Linked DNA regions of Sus scrofa: all the other regions are linked to region 2. The links are chromatin contacts, called in public HiChIP or PLAC-seq maps. All regions are on one chromosome and are shown on one strand. Each heading gives the region's core, a stretch centred on a gene start, on an enhancer-like site or on the middle of the called end of the contact. The rest is flanking DNA. Distances are from core to core; before and after follow the strand shown. Region 1 overlaps LOC110260821 (a long non-coding RNA gene). Region 2 has its middle 150 kb from the start of BTG1. Region 3 overlaps LOC106510428 (a long non-coding RNA gene).

Evidence for each region. HiChIP or PLAC-seq counts read pairs in DNA pulled down with a chosen protein or histone mark.
Region 1: a contact with region 2 is called in an H3K27ac HiChIP or PLAC-seq map of alveolar macrophages. The contact joins two enhancer-like sites. A contact is called at or near these places in 1 of 47 Hi-C or Micro-C datasets (embryonic fibroblasts) and 1 of 2 datasets of contacts at active chromatin or transcription factors (alveolar macrophages).
Region 3: a contact with region 2 is called in an H3K27ac HiChIP or PLAC-seq map of alveolar macrophages. The contact joins two enhancer-like sites. A contact is called at or near these places in 2 of 2 datasets of contacts at active chromatin or transcription factors (alveolar macrophages and skeletal muscle).

Annotation. Positions count from the first base shown.
Region 1 is chr5:90,437,129-90,441,231 of Sscrofa11.1, forward strand. It overlaps LOC110260821 (a long non-coding RNA gene), which reads left to right. Exons shown (of 3, transcript XR_002344330.1): 1 at 1-425. Among named protein-coding and RNA genes, the nearest start is that of PLEKHG7, 130 kb to the left of the region's middle. Within about 2 kb of position 1,578, at least 20 of the 83 cell types and tissues checked have an H3K27ac peak or open chromatin away from gene starts, as enhancers often do. A contact at or near this core is called in alveolar macrophages, where this site is marked.
Region 2 is chr5:90,660,236-90,664,554 of Sscrofa11.1, forward strand. No RefSeq gene overlaps it. Among named protein-coding and RNA genes, the nearest start is that of BTG1, 150 kb to the right of the region's middle. Within about 2 kb of position 1,271, at least 10 of the 83 cell types and tissues checked have an H3K27ac peak or open chromatin away from gene starts, as enhancers often do. A contact at or near this core is called in alveolar macrophages, where this site is marked.
Region 3 is chr5:90,827,063-90,831,562 of Sscrofa11.1, forward strand. The region is part of intron 3 of LOC106510428 (a long non-coding RNA gene); the gene reads left to right. Among named protein-coding and RNA genes, the nearest start is that of BTG1, 14 kb to the left of the region's middle. Within about 2 kb of position 2,994, at least 7 of the 83 cell types and tissues checked have an H3K27ac peak or open chromatin away from gene starts, as enhancers often do. A contact at or near this core is called in alveolar macrophages, where this site is marked.

The sequences.
Region 1 (4,103 bases), core at 328-2,827, 220 kb before region 2:
GGCCTTTTGCTTTCCTACCCAAAAGAAGATTCTGTTAACTGTGTGAAGTATTTTGGGTTGCCAAGGAAACAGAAGACTAGTCTGGACTCATCAGAGAGTGGCAACATTTTGACGGACCATGGGGAAGGGTGCTGCCAAGCTCTGCTCAGGTAGCGGAGATGGAAAGGCTGAGGTGTGGTGGTAGGGATGCTCACCCAGGGATTCTGCCATGCCCTCATGAATAATAACCATCATCATTATGAACGTGGTGAAGCAGAAGGGGAATAATGAGTTGAGGAAGTTGATAGAAAAAGTCACATCAGTTTTATGGCCAGAAGACGTGGTGGACAACTTCATTTTCTAGTGGAGAGAGATGGTGATTTTTATAACTTAGAAGTGTTTGTCAAGGAACTGCAGAATCCACAGCTGAACAAGAGGAAAAACAGGTCAGATTCAAAGAATGGCTGTGAATTTACCCTGAGATGTTTGCTAGGAGTGTGAAAACGAATTGAGATAGCAAGTGAATGCCTGCTTATTTGTTAATATGTGGGTAGACTCATGGAAAGAGTTGGAAATGTTTGAGGTCATCCAGCCTAGGTGTTTTCAAACACTTTATTCTTTAAAATAGCACAAGTTAAAAAATAAACTTTTTTTTTTTTTTTTTTTTTTTTTTTTTTGTTCAACTTCAGTGTAAAACAGGGAAAAGCAAAAGTGGTTGTGTCGGAAGAGGAAGTGGGGAGTTGAGAGCAGGACCCTCGTGGGTTTGTGTCTCTCTCCACCCACCTGGTTTTTCCATGAGACACCACTGTGCTAAGGACTCGGTTAGAAAACCTCCTCATTTCATAAACAGGGGGTAGGATGACTTACCTAGAATCGTTCAGTTAGGTACGAGGTACACCCGCTCCCTGGGCACTGATGTTTCCCTTACGTCAGACGTGGAGTCTCAGTGGTGATCCCCGTTTCCCGAGCCGCCTCTAACCCTTCCTACTTGTCATGTCAGCAGGGTTCTATTTCTCATATTCTTCTTTCCCTATTACTTAATAGACTTCATCCCCGTCACTGCAGTTCTCATAACAAAACTTAAACAAAAACATATTTGGCTCCATATATCCATGAGTCGAAGTAGGAAGATGGGCTCTGACTTCCTCAGCAGCTGCTGCTCTCAGACGTCCCTTGTGACCAGGGCCCCCCTCCCCAGTTCCATGACCAATACGTAGTGGGAGGGGGGCAGGGAGGTGGAATCTGTGTTGTCATCTAGTATTGTACTCCCCTGCCATGTGACAGAGTAGAGTAATGAGAAACTCTCTGCAGGTCTTGGGTTTTTGAATGCTGCTGTCTTTCTCAGAACTGACATTGTCTCTGGCCTCTGATAAATGATACATTCTCATATCCTGTTTTGTGAGATTTTTTAATCTTGTGTAGCTAATAAGCAGACTCTTACAAAGCATGATAGCATCTATCACCTGAATAAAAGAAGTGGCAATTGTATATGCATTTCTAGGGATCGTCGATTTTTTACACTCAGGGAATTTCTCGTTATTTTTTGCTATTGTAATGAGGAAGTTGCTGCCAGGAGTGGTGAAGAGCTGTGTCAGTGAGTCAGCAAGTTGGCGGCGTGAACTCAGTCCTCCTTGCTCAAGACCCATTGTTCCTACCACCCTGTTTGGTTTGATCGAAAAAACATGCACTTGCTTCCTCTAGTGCAAAATATCCGTGAGAATGAGAGAGAGAGATTTTCCTGTTTCTTGGAGGGGAAGGGTAGGAATAAAGACCCTCATTTATAGGAGATTGGCTTTTTTAAATGGCTTGCCAGCACCTTTAGTCTTTGTTTGGTCTGAGAGGGTAGGTACTGTTTCCTCCTAGGAGTTTAGGCATTTTATCAGTAGATCTGGTTGCAGTTTTTACATTAATGAATGCATCCTTTATCTTTTACATGGAATAAGATTCAGTTTGGTCCATTGGTTCAAATACTATTAAGGTTATAGGTTGGAACTCCTTTGAGCTAATTCGTGAAAACCAGACCCATGGCCACTGATTTCACCATCAAATACGGGCAGCCGTCATGCTCATTGGGACGATAGGTCTCTGCAAATCTAATCATCTGTCTTGGGGAGATGAAGTAACCTATATATGACAGTGATGAGAGGGGGAGCCTTCACTGTATTAGCTTCATCTTCAAAGAGTAGATTGTTGTTATTTTTCCTATCTTTGTAAGCAGTCTGTTAGAGGTTAGGAGTTTGGCCTCTGGAGCTGGACTGCCTGGGTCTGAATCCCAGGCCTGCTTTTTATTGGCCGTATGACCTTCATTGAGTTAGGCAACCTCACGATGCCCATTTTTTTGCATTTGTAGGGTAGGTTAATACGAGTAACCACCACAGGGTGTTCTGAAGATTAAACAAATAAATACATACAGCTGCTGAAATAGTCTGGCATAGAGTTAGTGCTTAATAAATATTACCTATTATTCTCTAAACTCAGATACACATCAAACTTCTAATTGTTTCAAACTGTGACATGATAAGTGTTGTTTGAAGCAGTTACATTTTTTTTTTTTTTGTCTTTTTTGGGGCCATACCTGCGGCATATGGAGGTTCCCAGGCTAGGGGTCCAGTTGGAGCTGTGGCTGCCAGCTTATGCCAGAGCCACAGCAACGCAGGATCCGAGCTGTGTCTGCAACATACACCACAGCTCATGGCAACGCTGGATCCTTGACCCACTGAGCAAGGCCAGGGATCAAACCCATGTCCTCATGGATGCTAGTTGGGTTTGTTAACCCCTGAGCCACAGCAGGAACTTCCAGAAGCAGTTACATTTTGGAATGATTTGTTACACAGTCAGAGATAACCAGTTTACACACTAACCATAATTAAGAGTCATCACTGATATTGGAGATAGTCTAGGTAGGGCATATCTCTTTTTTTGGTCTTTCTGTCTTTTCTAGGGCTGCACCTGCAGCATATGGAGGTTCCCAGGCTAGGGGTCTAATTGGAGCTGTAGCCACTGGCCTACGCCACAGCCACAGAGCAACACCAGATCCAAGCTGCATCTGCAACCTACACCATAGCTCACAGCAACGCCTACGCAAGGCCAGGGATCGAACCTGCAACCTCATGGTTCCTAGTCGGATTCGTTAACCACTGAGCCATGATGGCAACTCCTCATGTTTTTTCATGTACTCATTCAGTAAGCATTTGCTATGTCCTAAGCTTTGTGGACACAAAAGTTAACTTTATAAGAAAGACACTGAACTTACTTTGTTGGACAAAGTGAGCTTGAAAAATTTGTGGCAGACTTATTCAACTTCCCTAATTTACCCTATGACTTGTTAAATGTTTAATTCAAATAGTTTATTAAAAATGTAATTAAATATCTTTGCTCTATTAAAAGATGAACAAAACCCCCTTGTAATTGTTTTAGTGGATTTCAGCAGCCATCTCACTTTCTTTGTTCAGGATGCTCTAAGACATCCATGGCCAAGCACTAAGAGCCTCTTCTGGGCTGGCTTTGTTTGTTAGAGACCGGAGTTGGTGGAAGGTCTATTTTCTGTGACTTGATTCATTCGATGTGCATTATTGAGTGTAATGAACATGGCACACCCCAAGCTGAGTGAACTAGGGCGGCAGGGAGAGGAGGGTGAGGACAGAAACCTGTGAGAAATGGTTTCAGCCCTTAGAGGTCTGGGTGGTGAGGGGTGGGGTAGGGCGGGGATGAAAATAAGCGAGGAATGGTCTTACCTCCTGTCTGAAGAGCTCACTGTCTGAAAGAAGGGCATCAGTAAACAAGAAGTGACAAGGCAGTGAGAGGCTGCAAAGTGCTAAGGGGGCCACAGAAGAGGAAATGACTGAGCCTGAGGGGACCAAGGAAGCTTCAGACAGGAAATGATATACAGACTGGGTCAAAGGATGAATCACTGTTGAATAGACGAGAGAGGGTGAGTTTTAAGGTGGGGAAACTGCATATGCAAAGGCACGGAGGCAAGACTCACAAAAGCCGTCATTTTTGTGGCACCAGCCAGCTTCAAGGACAGGTCGTTGCCCAAGTTCCTTAGCTCAGCTGTAGAGCCTGGCAGGAGGCAATTCCGACCCACCTCCCCGAGCCCATTTCTTGCTTCACCATCACCAGCC
Region 2 (4,319 bases), core at 21-2,520:
ACGTGTAGCATGGCTAATTTGCTGCTTTGCCAGTAATTTCAATTAAAAACAAGCAGCCCAATGGAGGTCTCCGGAGGCTTAGTGTGTTAAGGATCCAGCATTGTCACTACTGTGGCTTTGATTACGGTTGTGGCTCGGGTTCGGTCCCTGGCCCCAGAACTTCTGCATGCCCGGCATGGCCAAAAATAACAAAACAAAAACAAACCGAGTAGCCAAGTTAAAAAAAAAAAAAAAATCATCATTCTCTTCAACTTTTCAACCTGGATGAGAATTGGGTACTGTCCTAACTTTACTGAGTTAACTAGAAATTTGGATAGAGTCATATTAGGTTCATGGGGAAAGGGGTTAAAAGAGGGAATCCTCATTTTTCCCTACAGGAAATCATTATTCAGTAGGCAATGTCTAAAATTTTTTCAAATAATCAAAAAGTAGCATTAAAAATGTATATATGTTAATGCATGGAAGTAAATAGCAGAAAATACTGCTAAAACGGTTGAAAATGGAAATGGATTTGGGAATGGGGGGGAGAGAAGTTGGTACTAAAAGTTTTGTTATTATTTCTGAGTTTTAAAATGTTGAACATGTATTATTTTGATTTTTTAAAAGTAAACAAGGTTAATTTTTTTCATGAAGTGCCTGATACACATAATAAGAAGCCAAGTTTTCCTTTTTCTGTCATTTCCAATTTTCACAAATCTCTTCTTATTCATTTCCTCTTGTTTTCTGGCAGTTGCTGCGTAAGAAATGACTAATTCACTATGATCTCGAGGCCGTGCAGACTGACCTATAATCTTAGAATTACTAAACCATTATGAAAGGTTTTCTATTAGGTAAGTTTCCATCCCTTTACCATTCAACATTTTGCTAACTCAAAGCATTTTTACAAATATTTAATTGATTGGAATCTGGAAAAGTAATAAGCTTTTTTTCTGTTCTTATATGGCATCCCCAATATCACAGTCTATAACTGATTTGAAAGATTACCTATAGCCCCTGGATATTCTTCTCCCCATGTTAAAAGAAAGCAGGAAAAATGAGATTTGTGGATGCATCATTACAAATCGAGATCAGTGGCGGGTGAAAATTCTGGGATTCAATAAAGGAAGTTGCACCCAAGAGTAAGCTTGTTAATGAAACAATTTTTTACTAGTCACTGACTTCTTCCTTTATTTTCTGGGTAAACAAGTTAAGAATGCTGAGTGTTGTGGGCTGGTCCCCCGGTTTCTCTGCAATACATTGTCTGGACGTTATTACTGAAATGCACGTCATTGTCTGCCCTTTAGTCCCCGGGGCCTGTGGGAGCTGTTGTGACTTGCTCCTTCCCAGTGTTCAGATCCTCTAGCTGCTCTATCAACACTTTAAGGTCAAGTCTCCGATCAGGACTGGCAGGCTCACTTTTTCTTGTTGGCAGTAGATTCTCTTTCACTGTGATCAGACCTCAGATCAGCCTCTGCCCCAAAGAGACTGGATCAGCAGTGAAAGGTAGAACACTTCACATTGAAATGGCCCACAGAGTAGATACAGGGTCATGTTAAGATCTGGATAGAGTTTCACAGCAGGTTGAAAATGGTATCAAGTAAAAAAAAAAAAAAAAAAATGTGACTTAATATTGAGGCGGATTATCCATTACTAGCCTGCTCCCTGCCTCCCCTTTAAGAGTGAGGAAGTAGCTGATCATAATCATGACTGCATTCGCTAAGGATTACGGGGTGTCCAGACGGGTGGGCGTGGTTTCAAGTGCTTTTTCTGCTTTATCTCACTTAGTCCTCTTCCCATCCGTAGGTGGTATTTCCCTTTCAAGGGGTTAAACAAAAGAATGCCCTAAACACTTAACACAGCATCTGATAATGCATGAAGAAACGTTAGCCTGCTATCATCACTAATCATCAAAAAAGACTCATCAGCGGCGTTGTGCTGGTAAAGCTGAGTCTTTCAGAATCCTACCAGTTCAGGATAGACATTTTCCGTTGGGGGAAGAATGCACCCAGTGAAATAGTATACCCTTATGCAAAGTTACATTTCTGTATTTCAGTGGCTAATAATCTAAACAAGGGAGGGAAGGACAAAAGAAATTTTTCATCGCCACTCCTAGTAACTGAAGTGCATCCCGTGTGCAGGTGTGGGTGACATATGACTTCCGTGGGCCATCCCCTCTCCAGTGTAATAGCAACGTTTTGCTGATCAGGGATTCAGTCTCAAAGCCTCAAATGTCCAAGGGGGGAAATGGGATGCCTGGGCAGACAGTGGGAATGCTTTGTTCAAACAGAAGTGAAGCTCGAGAGCAAAGATGCTATAGAGGAAATTCAGCCCTCCGTTAAATGCTCTTTAATGTCATATCTTACTCTAAAAATGTATGATGTCGAGAACACATGTTGATAACATTTTTAACAGATTAAAGTGAAGACTCCATCACGTAATTGCCAGGTGTACCTTTCAGAAGTAACCTTAATGAAACCCTATATTTAATTAAATCTTTAACTTTGAAAAAAATCTGCCTTAAAAATGGACACTCAAGAGTTTAACATTAGAGTCCTGAATGGGCACAGTTGGGATGGGCAAGAAGGAGGTCAGAGGAGCATGATTCAGTCATGATGTTGGCTACAGGCAGATAGGACCAGGATTAAAATGTGACCCTGAACCCAGTTAGCTGTGTGACCTTGGAAAAGTGGTGAAATCACCTCTTGATGTGGATTTTTGCCTCTGTAAAATAAAATACTTCAAAGAGTCTTTATGAGGATTATATGAGATTGTGCATATAAAGTACTCAGCACATATTAGATACTCAGTCAATAATAGCGATAATGAGGAGACCCAGCAAGTACCTTAGGCTCTAATGATTCTGAACAACAAAGAGGTAATTTTCAAGTCTATTCAAAAACATAAATGATTTTCTCATCTTGCCAAATATTTCGGCCTATCAAACCCCTCTTATCCTCACAAAACAGCTCAGAAAAATGCAGTACCATACAGGAAAGGATAGAAAGGTGGATTAAGTGTTCCTTCCAGGTAATACCTCACAGGTGATGCATATTTGCATCCAGTTAGTCCCGAACAATCTTAAACATACGGTAGACCTTCAATAAATGGAACCAAGCAGAATAGGAAGCACGTAGCATTACCAACATTCCCTGAGGAAATAACCAGTGTTTCAGAATTTCCCAAGGGGCAGCAGAGATGTGAAACTCACTGATGCAAATTCCATGGGATCCGGAAATTATCTGTAGTTAAGTGCAAATAGATACAGGAAACTAACCATCTCAATGAGTCTGGATAATTATAGGAAACACCGTGGACAAGCATTAGGAGATACACAATCTGGAGATGGACAGGTAGGGGGATTGCAGACAGAGGCAGAGAAGTGACCAAATCCCCAATGAGGAGGAACTGGACATTACACCAGACCCACCGTGTTATTATTTGCTGCATGACTCACTTACAGTGAATTGTGTCTCACTTTTATTCTGTAGTATATTGTCATTCTCTGTTAATATTGTTATTATTATTGTTAATGACAGCAACAGAATAACTGAAGCCCCAACTGACAAGTTTAATATCAGTGTTAGGATGGAGACTCCAAGCTCAGTAGACACCATGTTTTAGTAAAATGGTGTTTTCATGGGATTTAATCCAGTCTGGGATTTAAGCACTGTATTTTTCATATCAGTTTGTTTCTTTGATCTCAATATTGCCTTTGTGGGTAGACAGGGAAGGTATTGTCAAACCCATTTTCAGATGACAGAATTGAGCTCCTTGACATTTTAGTTCATTTCTCAAGTTTGCAGAGGTTCTGTTAGAACAGAGAGTAAAACCCAGACCAGATCCAGTAAAACCAAATCCCTGGACCTCTCCTCTTGGTCCCAGCGCCTTCTCAGAAATACTTTGGCAAATAACACGGTGTTTTTATTTGCTTCTGGTTTCAAAATGTTACATGTAAAAATCCAGTTTGGATGTAAGTCTACTCTGTGCTGAATATGTAATCTCTGAAATGTGAAAAGCCTTGTGACAGGACACAGGATCCAAGAGCTCCGTAGTCTAAGAGGAAAATCAGGAAATGACGAATGCATTACATGAATCGGATCTTTAAAATACTCACTTCACACAAGGAGACGTTTTAGAATTAGCTCCATGTTAATAAACTGCAGAAACTATTAATAACCCTTCAGAATGGAATTAAGGCTGAAATGCAAACCCAGCCTAGCCCTCAAATTTCTATGTCTAACATTTATTGAAGCAGCCATCCTTCGTCTGAAGCTTGCGACTTGTTACACTTGTATAGATGTGTGTGTGTGTGTGTTGTGTGTCTGTATATGTATATATAT
Region 3 (4,500 bases), core at 1,744-4,243, 170 kb after region 2:
TCTCCTTCCTGGTGGACATGTCAAGGAGTTAGAACACTTTATCCAGAGTCTAAAGGGAACCCAGGTAGGACTCAAAAGTGTGTTTTTCGGAACAGTTAGGTTGTGATGATGTGTTTTGGTACAGACTTTCATGGGTTTGTTTTGTTTGTTTTTGCATTTTCGGTGGCCCTGTGGCACAGGGAGTTCCCTAGCCAGGGATCAGATCCAAGCCGCAGTTGAGATCTATACCACAGCTGCTGCAATGCTGGGTGCAATCCTTAACCCAGGCCAGGGATTGAACCTGTGTCCTAACACTCCCAAGATGCCGCTGGTCGTGTTGCACCACCGTGGGACCTTCATTGACTCACATTTTAAAGGTCTAGCATGAAAAGTTGGGTTTTAGTGTGAGCTCCTGGATTAGTGGTACTTCCATGGTGCATGAGAAGCAGAAATCAAACATATCTTGCATTTTTACCACAATTTTACTGTAGCACTGGTCATTTTGCAATGAGTGTTTATTTAAATAGAATTTTTTAAAAAGCTTCATTCTGGGTTTACATTTTGAATGTAAGTACCTGCTGGGCATAACTTTCAAGGTGTGAGCCACTTAAATTTCTTTAAATTGATGTAAACATTTTATACAGTTTAAATACATAGAGTTCAGTGAATTTGGTGTACCCATGTAATCCACACTCTGATCAAGAGATAGAACATTTCAGAGTTCCTGCTGTGGTGCCACAGGATTGGCTTCTTGAGAGTGCTGCTGGGTAGGTTCAATCCCTGGGCTGGCACAGTGGGTTAAGGATCCTGCGTTGCTGCAGCTGGAGCATAGGTCGCAGCTGTGATTCTGATCTGATCCCTAGCCCAAGAACTCCATGTGCTGCAGTGTGGCCAAAGAGAAAAAATGAAATACTGTTTAAAAAAAAAAGAACATTTATTTCTACTACCCAGAGAACTCCCTTTTGAAGCACTTAAAATTTGATTAAGAAATAGGGTCGTGGAGCCAGGCCTCAAATTAGAAATGAGTTGTTTTCTCTCTCCTTTTATAATTTTATTTTTGCTTCCTAAACATGCGGTAATGGTTACTTTAAACATGAAGCAAATTGTCGCCAGGAGAAACTGTTGCCTTCCAACTAGTTATGATTTAGTGGTTACTAATGTGGTACATCCCAGCCCAATTCGCTATGGATTTTTAGTCTTTCAGAGTGAGTAGTAAAATTTGAGTCGTATTCCCATCACTGACTCACAGCCTTACAAAAGATTGTCTGGTGTTTATTATTAGGCTGAAACTTTAGATTCTTGAGCAATTGAAAACGATTGTGATAATGCCAAATTTACATAATATTCTCCCCAGCTCCGGCCTTTTCCTTTTAGGCTGATTATATCTGTCTGTAATAGACTTTGCAGATAAAGAGACAAACAAGTGTTAAACCCACAGTCATAAGTGCGTCCTAGCCTTGAATACTTCCTTCCATCTCAAAATTCTCAACTCCAGCTGCAAAGAGCAGTTACAATATTGACCTAAGTTATAGCACCATTGGTTGTGTAATTGAACTCAAAAGAGCTGTGTGTCACTGTCTTTAAAGATTCTTGAGTGCAGAGTTGAGAAGATTTGTTCTAAGGAGACTGAGTTTGGGGTCTACTGAGGGGTAGGGAGAGGAGATCATTCGCCAGTGATTGAAAAAGGGGTTTATTCCTTTTTTTCCTATAATGTTCTAATTTGGAACCTGATCTGGAACCAGAGCTTGACTGAATTTTTTTTTTTTTTTTTTTTTTTTTTTTTTTTTCCTGCGAAAGAAAATGTGTTCTTCTTAGCAAAGCCTCTGCTGCCAAAGCAATGGTGGGTTGTGATGGTGACATTGGTGAGTGGCTTAGACATTCCTTTCTCAGGGTAATTTTTAGTACTAGTTGTATATTTTTTTTCTTTCTTCTACTCTCCACTTTAGAAAGAATGGCAACTCAGAGAAGGTGGATGGAAGTTTAAAGCAGCCAAATTTAGTGGAGAGTCTTGTCCGCAACCCCCTTCCAGTTGGAGAAACTTCTACTCTAATACATACTTAAATCACTCGCAGGTTCATTCCTCATCTTTAAAAAGTTTCATATGGAGTTCCTGTCGTGGCTCAGTGGTTAACAGATCTGACCAGGAACCATGAGGTTGTGGGTTCGATCCCTGGCCTTGCTTAGTGGGTTAAGGATCTGGCGTTGCTGTAAGCTGTGGTGTAGGTTGCAGACGCGGCTCGGATCTGGTGTTGCTGTGGCTCTGGTGTAGGCTGGTGGCTACAGCTCTGATTAGACCCCTAGCCTGGGAACCTCCATATGCTACGGGTGCAGCCCTTAAAAGACAAAAAAAGAAAAGTTCCATTCATTAAGCACAGGAAAATTTAATGCGGCATTTCTTTGTATGCATGTTGAGGACAATTTTCCCTTCTTTCCTCCTCAGTCCTCTTATTGGCAAGCCTTCCAGGAGTACCAGACAGCTTTAGGTCCCCTGCTCTGCTTCTCTGCCTCTGTAAAAATCAGACTTGATGCCACAGGCACTTGCAGTGGACTTCCTGAGTGCCAGGACTGTGCTGCGCACCCTGGGCGTTCCTTCACCAGCTTCTCATCACAGCCTGTAAAGCAGACAAATTGTTACTCCAGTCAACCCCAATTCAGAGAGATCGTAGTACAGCAGTGGTATAAACCTGCCCAAGCTCGTAGAGTTAGGGGACAATCTGAGACGAGTTCAGGTTTGACAGAGGCCAATAGCGGCTCTAAGCACTATCACATCCTCATGGGCTCTCTGATCCCACTGTATTATAATGATTTGTAGTCCTGTCCAATTTTCCCATTATAAGATCTTCTTTTTTTTTTTTTTTTTTTTTATTTGTTTTTTAGGGCCACACCCGCGTCACATGGACATTTCCAGGCTGGGGTCAAATTGGAGCTACAGCTGCCAGCTTGTGCCACAGCCACAGCCACAACCACAGCAGATTCTAGTCAGGTTCATTACCACTGAGCCACAATGGGAACTCCCCATTAGAAGACCTTTAAGTCAGGGAAGTTCCCTTTCTGGCTCAGTGGGTTAAGAACCCAACTAGTATCCATGAGGATGTGGTTTCAATCCCTGGCCTCCCTCAGTGGGTCAGGGATGCGTCATTGCTGTGAGCTATGGTGTAGGTCAAAGATGTGGCTTGGATCCCATGTTGCTGTGGCTATGGTGTAGGCCAGCAGCTGCAGCTCCAATTTTCACCCCTAGACTGGGAGCTTCCATATGCTGCCAAGTGAGGCACTGAAAAAAAAAGTTAAATAAATAAAATAAAATAAAATAAGGACCAGAGCTTTAGGAGATGCTTGCTATAGTTGGTTAACATGTTTATCCATAAAGACTAATTGAGCACCTACTGTGTGCCCAGCATTGTTCTAAACACCTGGAGATAGAGCAGTGAACCCCACAAAAATCTGTACCCTTAGAGTGGTGGGTAAACAGGCCAATAAAATGTATGATTACTCAGATGATGGGTGTGCTAAGGGGCAGGGCTGCTGGGCTGGCACTGTGCATATGGCTCCCATGGTGCAGCACCAGCACCGCAGGGCCCGGCGGAAAAGGCTGTGATATAGGGAAGGGAGTGCCGGAGGGCAGGTTGCTCTTTTAGGTAAAAGGCCTCACTAATAAGGTGATAGTTGAGCAGAAACTTGAAGGAGACCAGCGATACCTCCTTGGAGATAGCTGGGAAAAGAACATTCCATTCAAATAATTGAGTGAATTCCAAAATCCTTCTAGGCTCATTTCTCCCCAAATATATAATTGTAATCTGGCATTCTGGGACTCTGTTATAATGTTAGTGAATCTGGCTTAGGGCAGTTTTTTCCCGACCACTTTTTACTTAGTTTTCTGGTTCATGTGTGTATGCTCCAGGAATTAGCACAGTCCAGACTACCGGAAAACCCAGCTGTATTTTTTTTTTCCTCCATCTCAGAATTGCACATTATAATAAACAGGCTGATAAGACTTGAAGTTTCTACCCCAAAAAAGGCAGATTTCTTTAAACTCTTATCTACAATATGAAATGAGAGCTGATGGTCAGTATGCTACAGCAAAGCGCTTGCTGTTTTGTTAGGGTGTTTAGCTAGGCGAGCCAGCCAGACAAGCCCTGAAGACAAAAAGGGTCTTCTTGCTGACATTTAGATAACCGGAAAGTTCAGTTTTCCAAAATGCCTTTTTCTTAGAGAATCTGAGATTCAGTGCAGACTTGTTATCACTTCAAGCCCCTGGCCTTGCACATAGGAGATGAGATAAAAGCGAGGGTAACATTGCCTTCATCATACAGTCACTGGAAAGTCAGGGAATCCTTACCCTTTAAGGTTCTGATGGGTATCTGGTTTATTCTTGAGGCACAGAAAGTCCCTGGTATTAGGATATAGAAATGGATATTTCTCTGGTTCCACTCGCCTTATCAAAAATGAGTGAAATGTAGTGTCTCAAATATGTCTCACCACGAAGTCTACCCCAGCCATGCTCCCAGCCCAAGAAGTAATTGC